Linked DNA regions of Mus musculus: region 1 is linked to region 2. A link is a contact called in public Hi-C data. All regions are on one chromosome and are shown on one strand. Each heading gives the region's core, a stretch centred on a gene start, on an enhancer-like site or on the middle of the called end of the contact. The rest is flanking DNA. Distances are from core to core; before and after follow the strand shown.

Region 1 (4,540 bases), core at 164-2,663, 70 kb before region 2:
AAGGAGGTGACCAAGAGAGCCAAGACCAACCTCCTGAATGATGTGAGTGGGTCTGAGCTCTTCTTTTTTTCTAGATGTATCTTTTATATTGAGAAAATCTCCTATAAAATGTTTCTGGGGATAGGCAATACTTCATTGTCTAAGAAACCTTAGAATGGGGAAGACTCGCCCTGGTGTGGTAGTATACGTCTATAATCCTTGGAAGCTGACATAGGAAGACTGCCAGTTCAAAACCAACTTAGACTACAGAGAAAGACCCTGTCTCAAAAACAAACAAATAAACAAACAAAAAATGATGCAGCTAAAATTCTAATCTTGGTCCCATCAAAAATGGATTCTTAACTTCAGAAAATGCCTTAAATGCTCATTCACTTGAGCCCAACAGGCATTTCAAACAGGGTGGACTCAGTCTGCCCTCTCTCCGTCTCTTGCTCCTTTCACCATCTCCTATGCTGTCTCCAGAATGTCGTCTTCTGCAGAACTAAATTTTGTTGGTGGTCCATCCTCTCTTATTCAGAGCACTTTGCTTCATCGTGTCTTTCCACTATCCCACTAAGCCAGCATCTGAGCACAAAGATGTTCTCTCAACTTGCTTGCTGTTAGTCTCCACAACCATATTCAATGCTGGACTGTGGCCCTGAGCAAAAGATGGGCAGGAAGGAGACATTGATCTGAAATCCCTTCTGTCAAGCACAAAGACTTAAATTATTTTCTTCTTAAACTTCAGGTATGTACATATCAACTTTAGGAGAAAAAGTTTCTATTAAAGAAAAGACTAAGAACGTTAGAACCAACATCACACATGTGTTCCCTCTTCTGAAATGTACTGTTTGTTGAGCTCTCATGGCATGACTGAACCTTGATTCAAAGGGGGAAAAGCATCATTTTCAAACATAATTGTACAAGAAGTCCTTTCATAAACTATTCAGAAATGGATGACTTTAAATAAGAATTTTACATCATAATTTTTTCTTGATGTGTATCTGAAACAAACAAACAAATTCTAAATCTTGCTGTCTGCTTAAAAAAAAAAAAAAAAAAAAAAAAAAAAGCTAATTCTCCATGAAAGTCTGAGGTGACTTCTGTGTTTTCCTACCAGTCTTCAGGAAAAGGAATGTGTGGACAGTGAGGGACAGAGAAACAGATATTGGAATGCCACAGGACTGTCACTACTGGGCCAGATGGAGAAAAACACCTTTAATCTCTCTATTGCTACAACTACCCAAGAGAGACACATTCTGGCAACATGCACAACTGTCTTCAGAAAGATATGAGAGGCAGGTGGTTGTCTGCTACTCCAGACACACGAAAGACGCCTGGCCCTTCAAGGATTATAACATACAGGTTCAGAGAGCCACCTGAGCATCCTTCCCCCCAACTGGGAGGAAGGAATTCTTCCTTCATATGCCTCCTAACCCTGACCATCTGTTCAACAGTTAGAGTGTCACTGGCTGTCCCCTGTGCATCGTCTAATCTCTGCCACTACAGAAATAGTCCATGTTTTCTCTTACTGTCTTCATGTTCCAACTTGTCATCAGCGTATTCTAGTCAGAGCCCACCAGTTTCTCCTGGTCCTGCAGCCAATCTCCACATTTGGTTCCTGGGTTACTCTTTAATGGAAATTCAAAGATGAGACTTGGTCTCTCTTTTCTCTTTCATTAAAGTAGATTCTTTTCTCATGCAATATATCGTGATTACAGTTTCCCCTCCCTCTAATCCTCCAGGTGTCCTATTCTCTCCCTCCCCCTGTCTTTCATTACAAAAGAATAGGCTCTTCAAGTAGTTGTAAGGCTAGGTGCTTCCTCTCCCACTGAGGCCAGACAAGGCAGCCCAGCTAGAAAAAGAATATAATCTCACTTACAGGCAAGAGCTTTAAGAGCCCCCATTCCAGGTGTTTGGGACCCATAGGAAGACCAACTTGCACATCTGCTACTTATGTGTGGGGAGGCCTAGGTCCAGTCCATGTATGCTCTTTGGATGGTGGTTCAGCCTCTGAGAGCCCCAAAGGTCCAGGTGAGTTGCCTCTGTTGTTCTTCCTGTGGAATCATTAAACCCTTAGGGGGCTTCAATCCTTCCTCTTATTCTTTCATAAGAGTCCCCAAGCTCCAGAGACTTGAATTGCCAGGATACTGGATAGCAGGGATTGGGGGCGGGGGCGCACTTAGAAGAGGGGGGGTGGGGAAGGATTGTGGAAGGGGGTAACCAGGGGCAGTGAGTGGGATGTAAAGTGAATAGGTAAAAAAATTAAAATTAAATTAAAAAGAAAATAACAGAGATAATAACAAAGCCTAACAAAATAAAATATAGAAAGATTAAAAACAAAAACAAAACACACACACACACACACACACACACACACACACACACACACCAATCACACTGAAAATTGGACAAGGCAAACCCAACAGAAGGAAAAGAACCCTAAAGGAGGCACAAGAATCAGAGACCCACTTACTCACACACTGAGGAATCCTGTAAAAATACCAAACTGAAAACTATGACATACATGCAAAGGATGTGGTGAAGGCCCTTGCAGGCTCCGTGCTTGCTGACACCCATTCTGTCTCTTTGAGCTAAAGAGCTTTGCCCAGTTGATTCACAGCACCACGTTCTCCTGGTGTCCTCCATCCTCTCTGGTTCTTACACATGTTCTACATACTCTTCCCTGGGTTCCCTGAGCATTGAGACTGGGGGAAGGGGAGGGCAGGGGATTTGATAGAGTCATCCCATTTAGAACTGAGTGCTCCATAGTCTCTTACTCTCTGTGTATTGTCTGGCTGTGGTTCTCTATAGTTGTTCCCATTTGCTGCAGCCTTGATCTTAACAGAAGGTTACTCCCTGATATTATGGGTAAAATTAAATTGTGTGTGTGTGTGTGTGTGCGCGCACACACACATGCATGCATGCATGAACATCCCCATGGGTGCACTGGTATGTCTGTGTTTGATGGAGATTGAACTGGGGAATTGCTCACATGGGCAAAATGCTCTATCATCTGCAACTAAGCTATACACCAAGCTTAATGTGGAACACTGTGCTACTGTGACGTCCAGGCAGGCCTGAAACTTGAGATCCTCTTGTCTTAGCTGAGTGATGAAACTATAGTTAGGTACCATTATTCCTAGCCTAGGAGTAAATTCTTATTAAATTCCTTACTAAGTTAAAAGTTATACAACTGAAGCTCTGAGATTCTCCACTCACACAGAATCTGTGGACCAAAAGGGTCCAGAGAAGCAGATTAATTACTAAGAGATGTCAATGAGAAAAGGCATTTCTCCAGAACGGACTCAAAAGAGCAGGGGCGTTTGAGTCACAAAGAATTGGCTCGAGCATTTATCTCTGCCATTTCTAGCCATATGAACACAGAAGCCATAACGTTTTAAGAAATTCAGTGTTTCCATTTGCAAAACAAAGACTGATTATCTTAGACCTGCTGAGAGAACTAGAGGGCAGAAGGAGGAAAACTCATCTGGCGTCCAACAAATTCATTAGGGCACTTAGTTCGCCAGTCATGGAACTAGGGGCCAGGATTAGAAAATCACAGCTTTACAAACATAGCTGTTGAAGTCAGAGAACCCAGGGTTAGGATCCCCTCTTGGAAGCCATGTGAGCTCAGCCATAGTATCTAACCTTCCTAAATCCATACATAACCCTGTAGGTTAGTACAGAGCCTAGCACATGTTAAGACCTCAGTAAACAGTGGCCATTGTCATGCACGTAATAGATACTGAGTCAGGCTGGGAAGCCTGTGTAGAGTCATGATACATAAGGTGTAGGAAAGAGGGCAGACACCATAAATGGCAATAATACGGTAGGCATGGGGGAATATTTGGAACAGCTGGACCCTACAGGAGTGACAAGAAGGAAGGCTACTTAAGTTGAAGCTAGGATTCATGATGGTGGAAATGTCCCTTCAACCATTTCTTCTTTGTCAGCCAATGCTATTTCACCAGAAGGCTTCATAACTTATATGAATAAGAAAATAATTACCACAGAGATCACTGCATCCTTCCTGAAACTGAGGAATGCATACAGGTGCATGCAAAACATGACTATATTATAAAAAAAAAATCCTGCTTTCTCATTGGATATTAACTGCAGTTGAACATGCAGATTTAGTTCTTATTTGTAGAATTGAGTAATCATGCAGTTTTCCCCTATCGTGTATGTACATTTTGGTTTTTAGAAAATAAAAAAGATTGGACCCTCATTCATTTTATTAAGAAGAAATGGACATACACAGTTTAGTTGGAGTGTCAGCTGTTGCCAAACCTTACAGATTCAACCAATGCAGTTGGAAAATAGCAGCCTTTTGATCTCTAACCTACAGCATTTACTAACTTACTCATTAAGCTAGGAAACCAGGGTCATTATGGATTTTGTATCATTAAAAAAGACTTATAAACCCTTAGAGTATTATACTATGGCATTTATCCACTTCTGTAATTACAAAAAGAAATTAATTAGAGAATAACAAAAATCTCCAATTCTTAATTGAACTTTCCTTATTTCAATTCCGTACCTTCAAACATATTTTGTA
Region 2 (4,777 bases), core at 1,447-3,946:
AAAAGGAGAGGTGTTATTTTCCCAAAACAGTTCTACAAAACCCTAAATTAAACCTTCTTTTTCACCTCCCCACTCCCAGGATGCCATGCGTCTGGATAAGCTAAGCATCTGCACATCTGTGTCTAGTGATGCTAAAGTTTATAAAGGAGGTCTTAGATCTGAGAATTATTACGTCAAGTCTGAGACAAGGAACCACTTCTGACACTTGAACTACAAATAAATCAATTGGAAAGTTGATATGTAAATGTGTAGGCAATAAAAAGAGGAACAGTGACACCAGGTTATACAAACACAGTTTTCCTTTTAAACTTCTACCTAGACTGCTTTAGTAAAATTGCAAAGCTACCCCCACGATGGCTAAAAAGAAAGTCCATTAATATAAATATACATGAATGGATGAAAATATGCTAGAACATATTAAGAGGTAGCCCATCTGATAATAGATTTTTAAAAAAATACAGATGGGTGTCAAAAAATAGCCAAGTATCAGATCTGTTCAAGTATGGTCATCCTGGAACATGCTCACAGTCACAGCTGCTGCTAGTCTCTGCATCCAAGTACAAGATCTTCTAACACAGTGGGAGAAAGAGGGAGGAAGGGAGGGAGGGAGGGAGGGAGGGAGGGAGGGAGGGAGGGAGGGAGGGAGGGAGAGAGGGAGGGAGGGAGGGAAGGAGGGGTCCAGAGAATGAGAGAGAGAGAGAGAGAACTAGGGGAGGGGAGAGGGAGAAGGAAAGGAAGAGACATAGGGAGAGAGAGAGACAGAGAGAGAGACAATCAGAAAAACAGAGACTGACAGACAGACACACAGAGAGCTCAAACTTCAGAACACCACTACAGAACCAGTCAGGTATTAACAACTTAACACTAAAGCCAACTTCCAATGGCAAAGCCTTAAGTACAATTCAGTGCTTTGGAGCTTTCTTTAAAAGTCATGTGAGGAATCAGGAGAAGAGGTCCTAACTAGTACCCCTCCCCCTTTGTCACTGACAAGCAGATTTGGTTCTATTTTACCAAAATATCACAGACTCTGGTGGGTGCTGCCAGACCATGTAATACTCATCTATTAAGAGCATAAAAACAAAGAACCTATGAATTTTTATAAATTTCCATGAAACTGTGCTCCAATGGCCTTGTAAAACAACAACAACAACAACAACAACAACAAACAAACAAATAAAATACAAGCACTTCTTCACCAGTTCTATATTATATAATAAGGGCACATTTCTTCCTCAGTTACATATTGCATATAAATCAAGCTGAGAGCTTAAAGAGTTAAAATGACCTTTCTAAGACCTCAGTTATTATCTTTTTTGGTAATTGAATTTCCCCATATTTCAGCTTCTATGCATTGCTAGTCCCCTGAACAACAGCAACGGAAGTGCAATCCTGGGCAAACTTGTCCTTTCTGCACACATATCAATAACGAGGAGAGCAGACTCCAAGACGTATCCTAAAGGGAAAACACTCTTCAAACAACTGGCGATACCTACACACAACTGTGGTTTCAGAAAGCTGGCAGATAATGTTTCAAAACACCATCTGGGAGGTGTGCAAACTCTGACCAAGCACGGCCTCTTCTGCCTGCCCTACCCAAATAATCTGCATGCGCCAGCCAGCTGGAGGATCTCTGTGTGCCCTGCCTTTATCTGCTCTGCATTCGGCACAGGACAATTTAGAGAGTTCTGGAGAGCAGCAGAGACAGCCCTTCTCCTGCAGCAGGCTTCACAAACACAGTTTTCCCTGGCAGCAATCACAGAAACACTTCAGTTTCCAAAGATAATATTTTTCTGGAGAATTGTCATACACTAAATTTCCAGGGACACAGGAATGTCACTAATTCAGCATACTTCTTCTAAATGACCCGATTTCAATTACTTACATGATAACATCTAAGGACTATGATTTAGAGCGAGAAATTCCTTCTAGTGCCAAAGCTGCCTTCATTTTCTTTGACATAAACAGCTCTTCAAAGACGTTCTCCAAGAATTCTACCATAATCTAAAAACTCTCTCCACAGGCAAATAACCAGCAAAGAAGTACAGATGATAGTCCAGAGACCCAGAACAGAAAACACTTCTCAGTGGAGCTAATCCCCTGTGTAAACTGCTCAGGCAAACATCCACGGCTTCCTTCCCCTCAGTTTCAAAGGAGTATCTCCCCATATCCTACACCCCTAAATCCAGCTTTCTTTGTGTCACCTCCCAATCACACCTCTATCACCCCACAGCCTCTCCCTGCCCTCATCCAGTACAGCAGTCGTGGTGCAGTCGGCATTTTCCACGCGTTACAGAAAGTAAAGCTTCCTTCCTTGCAAGAAAAGAGGACTCACTCACCAGGCATCCCGGAATCCAGCGTGTAACACACTGAAAGCAACTCTGTGTTAAGAGGGAGCGCGATGCGGGCTCATGCCTCCTGTTCTGGAATGTGCGGGGCGGTGGAGAGGAGGGCCATCAGAGGGGCTGGGGCGGCATGGCCCGAGGCAGGGTGCTGGGCGCGTGCGCCTGCCAGGCAGAGACAGATGGAGAGCTGACACTCCGGATTGCACTTGGAGCAGAAATGTGCAGGATGACAGGAACACATGTGGCCTTGAACCCAGCCCTGTCTCTTCAGGCAGAACAATGACAGGGACGTGTGTACAAAGTATCACAACTCCTGTCTCCCTTTCTCCACTCTTCCTCCTGCCCCAGTTCCAGAGCACCAAAAAGCAGAAAGTGAAATGCAGAAAGATAAGCTAAATGCTGAATAATTCATTCACTATCACCACCCCTTCCCAGCTCCAAGTTAACCCTTATTTTGCCAAAAGATGGCAATGTTGACCTGACCCCAACTCACACTGAAAGCTGTCCTTCATCTTCTAATTTTAACAGGCATTACTGGGAAGTTTGGTTTAAAACAAACAAGGGCACAGACCACAAAGCTTTTTTTATTGATCTGGAAACCCCAAACAACCTAAAAACCTCTTGTAAGACCGGGCTGTGCCAGTTCATCGCCCAGCACAAAGTATGAGCAGAACACTTCCAGCTTCCCAGTAGCGTGGGTCAAACAGAACACTTTTTTTCTGAGGCAGAATCTAACCGTTTTTAGTTCACTACAGTGCTTTCAATCCACTGGGCTCCCAGGTTGATTTGCTCCAAACACTTTCAGCTTACTTTCCTCTACTTTACATAGAGATCCACAGGAGACAAAAACAAACTCTTCATTGTAATGCCTTTTCAAAAGCTAAACAATCATGCCTTTTTGGGAAGGGGTGCTGGGGGGGGGGGTGCAAGGGGGGCTGGGGGGGGAGACACCCTTAAATGTTTCTCCTGACTGTGAATAACACATACCCAGCCTGGTTCAATGGACTCTTCCCTATTAAGCTTTAATGGACACCATGATATATAAAACTGGGAGCCTTTGTTACAGTGCTTTATCTAAAGCTGCCTATTTCCTTCCCAGCAGTGTGTCTTCAGTCCTTTGTAAAACATCCTTGCCTCATAGGAGAAACACAAGCCTGCCTGCCTGCCTGCCTTGCCCGCCTGTTTCTAAACACACAAAGATGCCAGGCAGAAGGAAAACATTATTCTCTTCTAAAACTCTTCTTCACAATTTAACACTTGGGAACTCTTCTCTGGGTCTGTGTTTGATTGTTTGTTTTAACAACAGGGCTCACATGGTGGTCAAGCCCTTGGGCTCTCTACCTTTCCAGTGTACAGCCAATCCACTAGACACACACAATTCTACTAAACAATTCTACTCAGGACTGACCAGCCAGCCAGCTCAGTGACCATGAAGAGGGACCGGCCCCTTTAACTCTTGCTATTCTGGCAGTGGTCCATGTGTCCTTTGCTTATTCGACATTTTCCATAAGCTTTCATCAGGTTGATTTTTCTCCCCTCCTTGCTGCCTTCAAGAACTACTAACAGACCCCATCTGAAAACAGGCAGTGATTTTGACCTCTACCCACTGCCTCCCTGTCCCTTCGCCTGAGAGGGCTTCAGAGCACATGCACACAACACACACCTTGCACAAACGAAAAATATATCATCTTTGATAAACAGCATCGATCAGTAAGAACTTCTACAGCCCCTGAACGCTGAACCTGAGAAGGGCTGCTTCAGCCAGTGAACCCCTCAAAAATCCATCTCTGTCAGAGACAACTTGTAAAAAGACGACAATTCATAGTGATTACTCTGTTCTGTCAAGAATAGTATACTACACTCTATTTATGAGGGCAATCTTTTTGTTCATCTTAGTTGGGTGTCACTTGTAATGAGGTTCTGTGTAATGGATTTCAGTTCTGTTAAGCAGCAAGCTCAAACATTCTTGTGACAGAAATTGTTATAGCATGCATGAGTGTGATCACCAATTAAGTGCTGGCATAAGGGCCTTTATGGAATCCAGAATCCTAAATCTGAAGACTTCCATTTTTTTAAGGAGTAGTTTTGAAAAGCCATTCAATGCTACACACCAATTTTTTTTTTCTTTAATACTATACCTATGGAAGAAAGAAAACATTTTCACAGTGGGGCACCCAACCTTTCATCAATATGCACGGTGAATCACTTCTAAAATAGAAAGTCATATGACAAAATGCAATACACGTCAAGAAAACTGGATGATATCTGGTTTCAAAACTGGGTCTTAATATCGGTACACTCCAAGGCCTGAAACTACAGCTCAGAAAATTGAACTTCCATATGCTGTGTGATTATGTATCTTTTCTATGTGTAAAAAGGCTTTTTAAGCTGTTATCTGACTACAGTAATTGCCACTTTAAATTGATCCACGTCAA

The links. Hi-C and Micro-C count contacts between places; a contact is called where the count stands out from the background.
Region 1: a contact with region 2 is called in a Hi-C map of cerebellar granule neurons, with 2.7 times the contacts expected there. The contact joins the enhancer-like site here to the promoter of Runx1t1 in region 2. A contact is called at or near these places in 15 of 484 Hi-C or Micro-C datasets (the 3T3-L1 cell line, the HPC-7 cell line, brain and 7 more), 1 of 115 datasets of contacts at active chromatin or transcription factors (craniofacial prominence) and 2 of 9 other capture datasets (adipose tissue and pancreatic islet).

What each region holds. Positions count from the first base shown.
Region 1 is chr4:13,851,289-13,855,828 of GRCm38.p6, reverse strand. All of the region lies in intron 5 of Runx1t1 (RUNX1 translocation partner 1), which reads right to left. Among named protein-coding and RNA genes, the nearest start is that of Runx1t1, 69 kb to the right of the region's middle. Within about 2 kb of position 1,413, at least 5 of the 459 cell types and tissues checked have an H3K27ac peak or open chromatin away from gene starts, as enhancers often do. A contact at or near this core is called in cerebellar granule neurons and embryonic fibroblasts, where this site is marked.
Region 2 is chr4:13,782,701-13,787,477 of GRCm38.p6, reverse strand. Runx1t1 (RUNX1 translocation partner 1) reads right to left here and starts at 2,696. Exons shown (of 11, transcript NM_009822.3): 1 at 2,337-2,696. The coding sequence starts at 2,343.